3 separate regions of the Mus musculus genome follow, and all the other regions are linked to region 1. The links are chromatin contacts, called in public HiChIP or PLAC-seq and promoter capture Hi-C maps. All regions are on one chromosome and are shown on one strand. Each heading gives the region's core, a stretch centred on a gene start, on an enhancer-like site or on the middle of the called end of the contact. The rest is flanking DNA. Distances are from core to core; before and after follow the strand shown.

What was found. Promoter capture Hi-C pulls out the DNA fragments that hold promoters and counts their contacts. HiChIP or PLAC-seq counts read pairs in DNA pulled down with a chosen protein or histone mark.
Region 2: a contact with region 1 is called in a promoter capture Hi-C map of 3T3-L1-derived adipocytes, with 2.9 times the contacts expected there. The contact joins the enhancer-like site here to the promoter of Zc3hc1 in region 1. A contact is called at or near these places in 10 of 39 promoter capture datasets (the 3T3-L1 cell line, 3T3-L1-derived adipocytes, the HPC-7 cell line and 5 more), 12 of 484 Hi-C or Micro-C datasets (the 3T3-L1 cell line, the AML12 cell line, the C10 cell line and 5 more), 1 of 115 datasets of contacts at active chromatin or transcription factors (embryonic stem cells) and 3 of 9 other capture datasets (adipose tissue, embryonic stem cells and liver).
Region 3: an H3K4me3 HiChIP or PLAC-seq map of bone marrow-derived macrophages shows a contact between it and region 1, with 4 times the contacts expected there. The contact joins the enhancer-like site here to the promoter of Zc3hc1 in region 1. A contact is called at or near these places in 1 of 39 promoter capture datasets (hippocampal neurons) and 3 of 115 datasets of contacts at active chromatin or transcription factors (bone marrow-derived macrophages, embryonic basal ganglia and embryonic limb bud).

Annotation. Positions count from the first base shown.
Region 1 is chr6:30,389,581-30,392,280 of GRCm38.p6, forward strand. Zc3hc1 (zinc finger, C3HC type 1) reads right to left here and starts at 1,440. Exons shown (of 10, transcript NM_001311086.1): 1 at 1,277-1,440. The coding sequence starts at 1,422.
Region 2 is chr6:30,106,241-30,108,940 of GRCm38.p6, forward strand. All of the region lies in intron 6 of Nrf1 (nuclear respiratory factor 1), which reads left to right. Among named protein-coding and RNA genes, the nearest start is that of Mir182, 58 kb to the right of the region's middle. Within about 2 kb of position 1,406, at least 29 of the 459 cell types and tissues checked have an H3K27ac peak or open chromatin away from gene starts, as enhancers often do. A contact at or near this core is called in 3T3-L1-derived adipocytes and bone marrow-derived macrophages, where this site is marked.
Region 3 is chr6:30,854,740-30,857,439 of GRCm38.p6, forward strand. All of the region lies in intron 9 of Copg2 (coatomer protein complex, subunit gamma 2), which reads right to left. Among named protein-coding and RNA genes, the nearest start is that of Gm38781, 30 kb to the right of the region's middle. Within about 2 kb of position 1,367, at least 25 of the 459 cell types and tissues checked have an H3K27ac peak or open chromatin away from gene starts, as enhancers often do. A contact at or near this core is called in bone marrow-derived macrophages, where this site is marked.

The DNA.
Region 1 (2,700 bases), core at 190-2,689:
AAAAGAAAGAAAGTGCTGGACAGATGGCTTAGCAGTTAAGAACACTGACAGGTCCTGAGTTCAACTCCTGGCAACCACATGGTGGCTCACAACCATCTGTAATGGGATTTGATGCCTTCTTCTGGTTTGTCCGAAGACAGCTACAGTGTACTCACATACATAAAACAAATGAATACATTTAAAAGAAAGAGAAAGAAAGAAAAATATTTGTGAATTTGTCACCAAGAGAAAAAAATTTATTCACATTAAGGCTGACTATATTTTGAAATAGTATTCATGGTATTACTAATTCAAAATTATGATTGTTTGTAGACATGCTACTAGATATTAACTCTCTTTTTCTCCTCTCCCTCTTCTCTACACCTCTCTCGGGTCACAGGGCCTCAAATTAGCCTGGCACGGAGAGTTCCAAGAACTTAAAAGAGTTGTATGATGCCGGGCAATGGTGGCGCATGCCTGAAATCTCAGCACTTGGGAGGCAGAGGCAGGTGGATTTCTGAGTTCCAGGCCAGCCTGGTCTACAGAGTGAGTTCCAGGACAGCCAGGGCTACACAGAGAAACCCTGTCTTGAAAAACCAAGAATAAATAAATAAATAAATAAATGTTGTATGATACCACTACCAGTTTAATAAAGTGCTAGAAATCAAATCTTGAGCTGAGTGCACGCTAAGCTATCTAATTCCCAGCCCAGTATAAACTATTTAATTAAGGAAGGAAGGAGTGAAGGAGGGAAACGACATGTTATCACATAATTTCATTTTACTATCTTGCTAACTATTTACTGTGTGATTGCTTCATTTACAATCCCGTGTAATTTGCTCTATACCTTTAAGACCGTCCTCTCTCTCTCTCTCTCAAAAAAAAAAAAAGGGCTGGAGAGATGGCTCAGTGGTTAAGAGCACTGACTGCTCTTCCAGAGGTCCTGAGTTCAATTCCCAGCAACCACATGGTGGCTCACAGCCATCTATAATTGGGTTCAATGCCCTCTTCTGGTGTGTCTGAAGACAGTGACAATGCTATTCTCATATGTAAAATAAATAAATTTAAAAAAAAAAAAAAAAAGGTTTATTACAAAATTTCGCTGGTGATACGGAATCAGGTACATCCAGAAGCTACCGAAGCCGAGCAACAGAGAAGGCCAGCCTTCTTCAGAGCTCAGGAAGAATTCTACCTCGCCCACCAAGTCACGGATGAAGGGACCCGTTGCGTCCCCCGCCCCCTGCTCCAAGCGGTTGCTCCCCAAGCCACTCCAGCGCTCACAGCCTAGATGACTCACGGTTCTGTGCCTCCCTCTTCCGGGACAATTCCTTCATCTATCAGCTCCCGAACTTTCTGGGGTGTCCCTTCAGGGGAACGAACGACTGAACCCCAAGTCTTTTCAATACTCGCAGCAAACAGCGGCCCCTCACTGGTAGCCGCCATCTTGGTCCGGCCGTAAATGGGTCCCCTCGCGTGTTTAGGCTCAGGAATTTACGTTCTGAGTTAAGCTCCGCCCTCTGACCTATCAAAATAGTGACGGCAAGCCCCACCTTTTCTTGGTTATCTAAAAGAATTTAAGAGTGGTTACGTCGTTTAAGATTAAGTTATTTGCTTGTCTGATGAATTAGCATATTTAGATTAACAAAGAGTTTTCTTTTTTGATATAGAGTTTACTATGCAGTCCTGGAATTCAAGAGATCCGCCTGCCTCTTCTTCCGGAATGCTAGGATTAAAGCCGTGTGCCACCACAAAAAAAAAAAAAAAAAAAAAAAAAAAAGAGTTGTAAAGGTGATGTCTCTCCAGCTTCAGTAGGAAGTCATACTTTCATAAAAGCCATACCGACTCTCCTAAATTACGTTGTTTTCCAGGTAAGGAAACGGCAGTGTTTAACTGAGAACAAGGAACTTGAAACCCTTCCTAGGATTGTGTGGTTAGTGGAGGAAGTTTATGGCTTTGACACCATCCTCCCTTCTTTAGCAAATGTTTTTAACTATTGCCTTGATATACCTGGAACTGTCGATAAAATAGTGAACAAATGAGGCGATGTTGTCAATGCTGGGGGAACAAACCCATAGCCTCACACAAACTAGGTAAGCACTCTACCACGGAGCTACACCCCCATGCCCTTCCTATAATTTAAAAATTATGACTATACATGCTCCAAAGAAGGCCCACTGAGCACCAAATTTGGCTTCGGAGTCTTGAGAGAAACCACGTTTGATGCCTCTGCCACTCAAGGATAGTAGCAGGAGTATTAGAAACTCCAGGCCAGACCTACCTGCAAAGTTCAGCGTCAGCCTAGGTTACATTTTAAAAGGGAGTGGGGCTCAGAGAGAAGACTCAGCAGTTAAGAGCATCTGCTGTTCTTGCAGAGGACCTAGATTCAGTTCTCAGCATCTATGTGGCTGTTCAGAACTCTCCCTTCTCCAGTTCTTGGGGATCCAGGACTTTCTTTCAACCTCCAAGGGGCACATGGTGCACATACATACACACAGGCAAAACGTTCGTACACATTAAATCAATAAACCTTTAAAAAGTTTCTTTTAAAGGGGGAGGTGGGGAGCTAGAGAGGCGAGTCAGTGGTTACGGGCACTTTCAGCTTGTGTGCTCTTGGTTTGATTTCTGGCACTCAAGTTGGATAGCTCATAACCACCTGTAATTCCAGGGCCGGGGCATCTGATGCCCTCCTCTTGCTTTTCCAGGCACCTGCATGAACATGAG
Region 2 (2,700 bases), core at 156-2,655, 280 kb before region 1:
CCCTGGCTCCCCTTTCTTTTCTCTTTAAACACTGAAAATTGGCTCATGCAAGTAGATGGGCATCACAGAACGGAGCAGTTGAACTCCATGCAGAGCTGACTGCCCTGAATTCAGAAGCAGAGCTGTGTCAGGGCTTTGCTGTTGTTCTTTGGGTTTTTCTTTTTGCTTTGTTTTGAATGTATAATTCTTGGCCAAGGGCAATGGTGAACATCTGTAACCTCGGTGCTTAGGAGGTGAAGTGAAGGCAGGAGGGCCAGAAGTTCAAGCTCAAGGCCAGCCTCAGCTGCAAAACAAGTTTGAGGACAGTCTGGCAGTATGAGACCTTGTCATGAAAAGCATCTCACTCCTCTCTCTCTCTCTCTCTCTCTCTCTCTCTCACACACACACACACACACACACACACACACACATGGGGCGGGGGGGGGGAAGATGAGGAAAAAAAGAATTCTCTTTTTAAACCACTCTTACATAAAAATTTGAGAAGGTTAAAATAAGGATTAGCAGAATAATCCATTTTGGGGGGGTGAGTTGGGGTCTATGTTGCCAAGAGTTGACTTGAACTTTTTTTTTTTTTGCCCTTGAAACTGAGACTCACTATGTAGCTCAGGTTATCCTAGACTCACTGTGTGATCAGGCTGGCGTTAACACACAAACCTGCCTCTGCATCCCAGGTGGTAGAATTAAAGGTGTGTGCCACCATACTCAGAAGGTCTTGAACTTTTGAGCTCAAGCAGTTCTCCTGCCGCAACTTCCCAGGTAGTAGAGACTATAAGTGTATACAACTGTGAATGCCTTGTTTTTCAGAAAATTGGCAGGTCGTGTTAGCAAGTTTTTCTAGGTATGCTGGATCAAGTGTGCTTCTCAGGTGCCCAGTATGATCGGTAGATGTGGAGTTGGGGGCACAGGGCACAGTTCAGTGATGCCAACCCCTGCTGCTAGTTCTCAGGGGCACCTGGAGCCAGAAACCATTCTTTCCTGAAGACTTTCCACATATTAAAAACAGTCTCCTTGGAGGAGAAGCCTCACAGCCTTTACTACAGCATTTGGGAGGTAGGAGCAGGGCAGGTGGATCTCTACATTTGAGCACAGTCTGGTCTCCATAGTGAGTTTCAAACCAACCAACTAATTAGTTCTCATTGCCACAATTGAGTAGGATAGGACTTCCATATTCTGGAGAAGTTGTACGTTTTGGAAAGAGCTGTATTTGAAAGGATATGGTAAAGACTCTTATTATGGAAGGAATTCCAGAATCATCTCTAAAAAGCCTGCCCAGGATAACTGGTTCACTCTACCTCTCTTTTGGGTGGTTTTTCTCCCTGCATCCTTGAAATTGCTGCCCTCCTCTGTATTCTCACTGGGGCCATCTTTGTCCCTGGAGCAATGATGCAACTGGGCAGTAATTCACTAGTTTCAGGAAAGCCTTCTAAAATAGTCCACACAGCAGATGCTTCGTCAGGAAGGGTTAGTCACAGCATTTGATTCATTTTCCTTAGAAAACATTGCGTCTGCTGTCAGGGTTTTTCAAGGGTTTTGTTTTGTTTTGATAAATCATGGCTGTGGTTTTTCCTATACTAACAGTAGTAAACACATGCCAAGTGTAATAAAGGGAAATGGGGCAGTCTCTAATGGGTAAAACCATACTGATAAAAAGTAGCGGAAAGGTTACCAGGGACTGGGGGAGTCCAAATGGGAGTTAAGGTTTTAACAGAATTTCTGTTTGCAATAAAATGATTCTGGAAATAGTGGTGATGTCAAACGACTTAGTGAGTGCAGTAAGTGTCCCCGAATTTTGTGTGTTAAGGTAGTAGATTTTATGTTGACTTTAAAGGAGAGAAAGGGGGAGCTGGATTAAAGTGTAAGTCTGGTGGTCTTCGGGTGGCTTCACACTAACTTACCTGGGGAATTTAGAATCTAGGTATATGGTTCATACTTGAGGCCAGCTAAATCTGAATTTTGTGGCTGAAACTCAAATACCTGTAGTATTAACCCCTCAGATTTTGTGTTACCCACTGATATATATATATATATATATATATATATATATATATATATATATATATATATATATATATTTTTTTTTTTTTTTCAAGATGCCTCTCCATGCAAAGCAGGCTTCCTTACATTATCTTATAACTCAGGCAGGCTGGTGCTGAACTCCTGATCCTCCCGTCTCTGACTTCCAAGTGCTAGGATTTTAGATATTTGCTACCATATCCAGCAGGCATTCTTACTATCTGAGGGTTTTCAGAGTGTGAATGTGCCATGCCATGCTATGCCATGATTTACCAAATATCAGTTAGAGGGGATGGGGATATATATAGCTCGGTGGTAGAGTGCTTGCCTAACACATACCAGACACTAGGTTTAAGCTGCAGTGTCACCAGAAGGGACAGACAGACAGTCATCTTCCTCTGTGGCCTCCACCTGGCTGGGGAGATGCCTTGGTGTATAAAGGGCTTGTCACACAATTATGAGGACCTAAGTTTAAATACCCAGAAACACTCCCTTCCCCACCCCCCATGTGTGTCTGTCTGTCTGTCTGTCTGTCTCTCATACACACACACACACACACCTTTTTTAAAAATCAGGCAGATTGGGATATGGTGTAGGGGCAGCAAGCACGTGGGGCACTTGCCTCCAAGCCTCCCACAACTGAAGCCCACTACCTCAGGCCCATATGGTAGAAAGTGAAAACCAACA
Region 3 (2,700 bases), core at 117-2,616, 470 kb after region 1:
ACCTGAACATCTGCTCAGGAAGCAGAAGCAGGGGAGCTCTGATTTCAAGGTCAGCCTGGTCTACAGAGTTTTAAGACAACCAGGACTATAAAGGAAGACCCTGCCTCAAACAAGCAACAGTTCCAAAGAACCTAGAATACATGGCCAGATGGTCCTAGCAACAGCGGCACATTTTGGAATCAGTTTTCTCTATTAGTTGTTTTTCTTATTGCCTACTTCTTATGACAAAAAAATCAAAAAACAAAAACAAAGACGGCTTCACTCTGGCTCACAGTTTGAGCACAAGAGTGAAAATGGCCTCAGCTGTGGCAGCAGGAGTATCAGGCAGCTGTGACCTTCTCTCCCAAGTCAGAAAGCAGAGAAGGATCAATGGTCACATTCTCCTTCTTACCTTTCTTTCCAACTGGGAACCTGAGCCCACATTCAGGCTAGATCTTCTTTAGAAACAACCGCACAGACATATCCAGAGGTGTGTCTCCTAGGTAACTCTATATCCAGTTAAGCTGACAATGATAATGACCCACTCATCACAGCAACTGCTATTCTTCCTTCTATCTCCTTGACTCTAGTATGCTGTGCATTCTGTGGTTCCTTTCTTTCTGGCTTTAGCGACATGACACACAAGGCTAGTGTACATGTGCTTCACACTTCTCATTCACCGGAGCTCACTAGCCTCCTGGTATCAGCAGCTGACCTTTGATCTCTTCAAATACTTTGTCCCATTTCCTTTTCTCTCTTTCTGAGTCACACTACAGATACATTAGACTATGATGTGTTTCCCTAGGCTTCAAGTTTTCTATTCATTTTTCCCTTTATTTTTCTTCCTATATTTCAGTTTAGGTAATTTTCACTGAGCTATCATCAAGTTCTCTAATCTCTTTTCCTAGTAATTAATAGTAATGAACTTACTAAAATAATTTTTCATTTCTAGCTATAGACCCTAGGAGTTGAAATACCATATGCTGGGCAGGATGTGCCTACTTGTACAATAGTGGCTTGGCTACTGTGGGTTAGAACAGCCCTCCAACTGATTTAAGGCCCACTTCAGAAGAGGGAGTTCACATCTGATACATAAGCCAAGACAGAAACCTGTGACTACTGAGGTCACAGGTCCCGATGAGGAATTTTTTTTTTTTTTATGATGGATGTGATATGCCCATCACACTGCCTTCTAAATGTGTATTTATGCCCACAGATCACTGCTGTTGTCAGCCTCAACATAACCGCTGACGAAGCTCCTGAGAACAAGTAACTGTGGCACAGCGGCCTATTTCTCAGTCACAGTAGAACTATATAGTCACCCTGTGATGGTCTGAATAGGAGTGGCCCCACACACTCATATGTTTGAATGCTTGGCCTATAGGGGGTGGCAAGATTAGGAAGTGTGGCCTTGTTAGAGGAAGTGTGGGCTTTGAGGTCTCAGTTGTTCAAACTAGGCCTAGTGTCACTTTCACTTCTGCTGCCTGTGGATCAAGATGTAGCACTCTCGGTTTCTTTTCCAGTACCATGTCTGTGTGCATGCCGCCATGTTTCTCACCGTGACGATATTGGACTAAACCTCTGAGCTGTAAACCAGCCCTAAATTAAATATCTTCCTTTATAAAAGTTGCCCTGGTCACGGTGTCTCTTCACAGCAATAGAAAGCCTAACAAAGACACTGTCTCCAAGGTTCAGAGATGATTGTAGAAGAGGGGATGGGAAGTATGTAAGAGACAAAGGAAGAGATGGAATGTTGTGCAACAATCTCCTCCAATATAGAAGCAATCCATCCTGCAGGGAAGCTCCTTAAGAAGAAAGGAAAATAACTCGAAATAGCTCTAGGAAGTTCCTAAAACTGACCAGATTCTCTAGGCCCCTTCTGTCCCAAATTAAGTAACAGGAACAGAGATGCCAAGACTCAAACAATCTGAGCTATAGAGAAGACTCTCAGAGGAAAAAGCTACTAAAAAGACTCTGAGACCAACCAGCTGCCTGAAAGCAGCAGAAGCCAGCAGAGCTGTCTAGAAGAGATTTAGACCAGAGTCACATGAAAAGGACACTTTCCAACCTGCTGAGCTTCCTACAGCCTGTGCTGTATGCTACGTTTCCAGCTTTTGTGAGTTGTCGCCCATGCTGAGGTGGGCCTAAGGATGCTGCCTTGAGTCATTTCTTCTCCTGTAAATAACCTCCCACCCACAGTCCTATAAAACTCACTTGTTCACCAAGTTGGAACTTTGGTGGTATCTGTACTTTGGTTGCCATGGATTCCTTATTTAGGGTAAGTATTTATGTGTGCTGTGTCTATCATAGAACACAAGGGTAATAAATATGGGAAGAGTGTGAAGTATGTATTTACGCTGACGTATCTGTAGCCAGATGCTTGTGTAACCAGATGTTTGAACAATCACTGCCACATAAAACTATCAACTTGGTGTTTAGGTGGTTACAAAAGGTTTGTATGTAAAATTAAAATACTTTTGTTCTTTAGTAATTTATCCACTTTACTGTTCTTGCATATGACTTAAATTATTACAATAATTCTGACAGATAAATTACTTCACAGTTAAGGAAACTAAGTTCTAGAGATGTTAAGTTGTTAAAGTAAAGATGTTTTGCTGTTTAACAAAAGCTATTTACCCGCAGGACAAAATTCTAACCATGGATATCATATCTAATAGCATAACCATTTCAGTTAAAAGAATGGGAAACCATCAGATTACT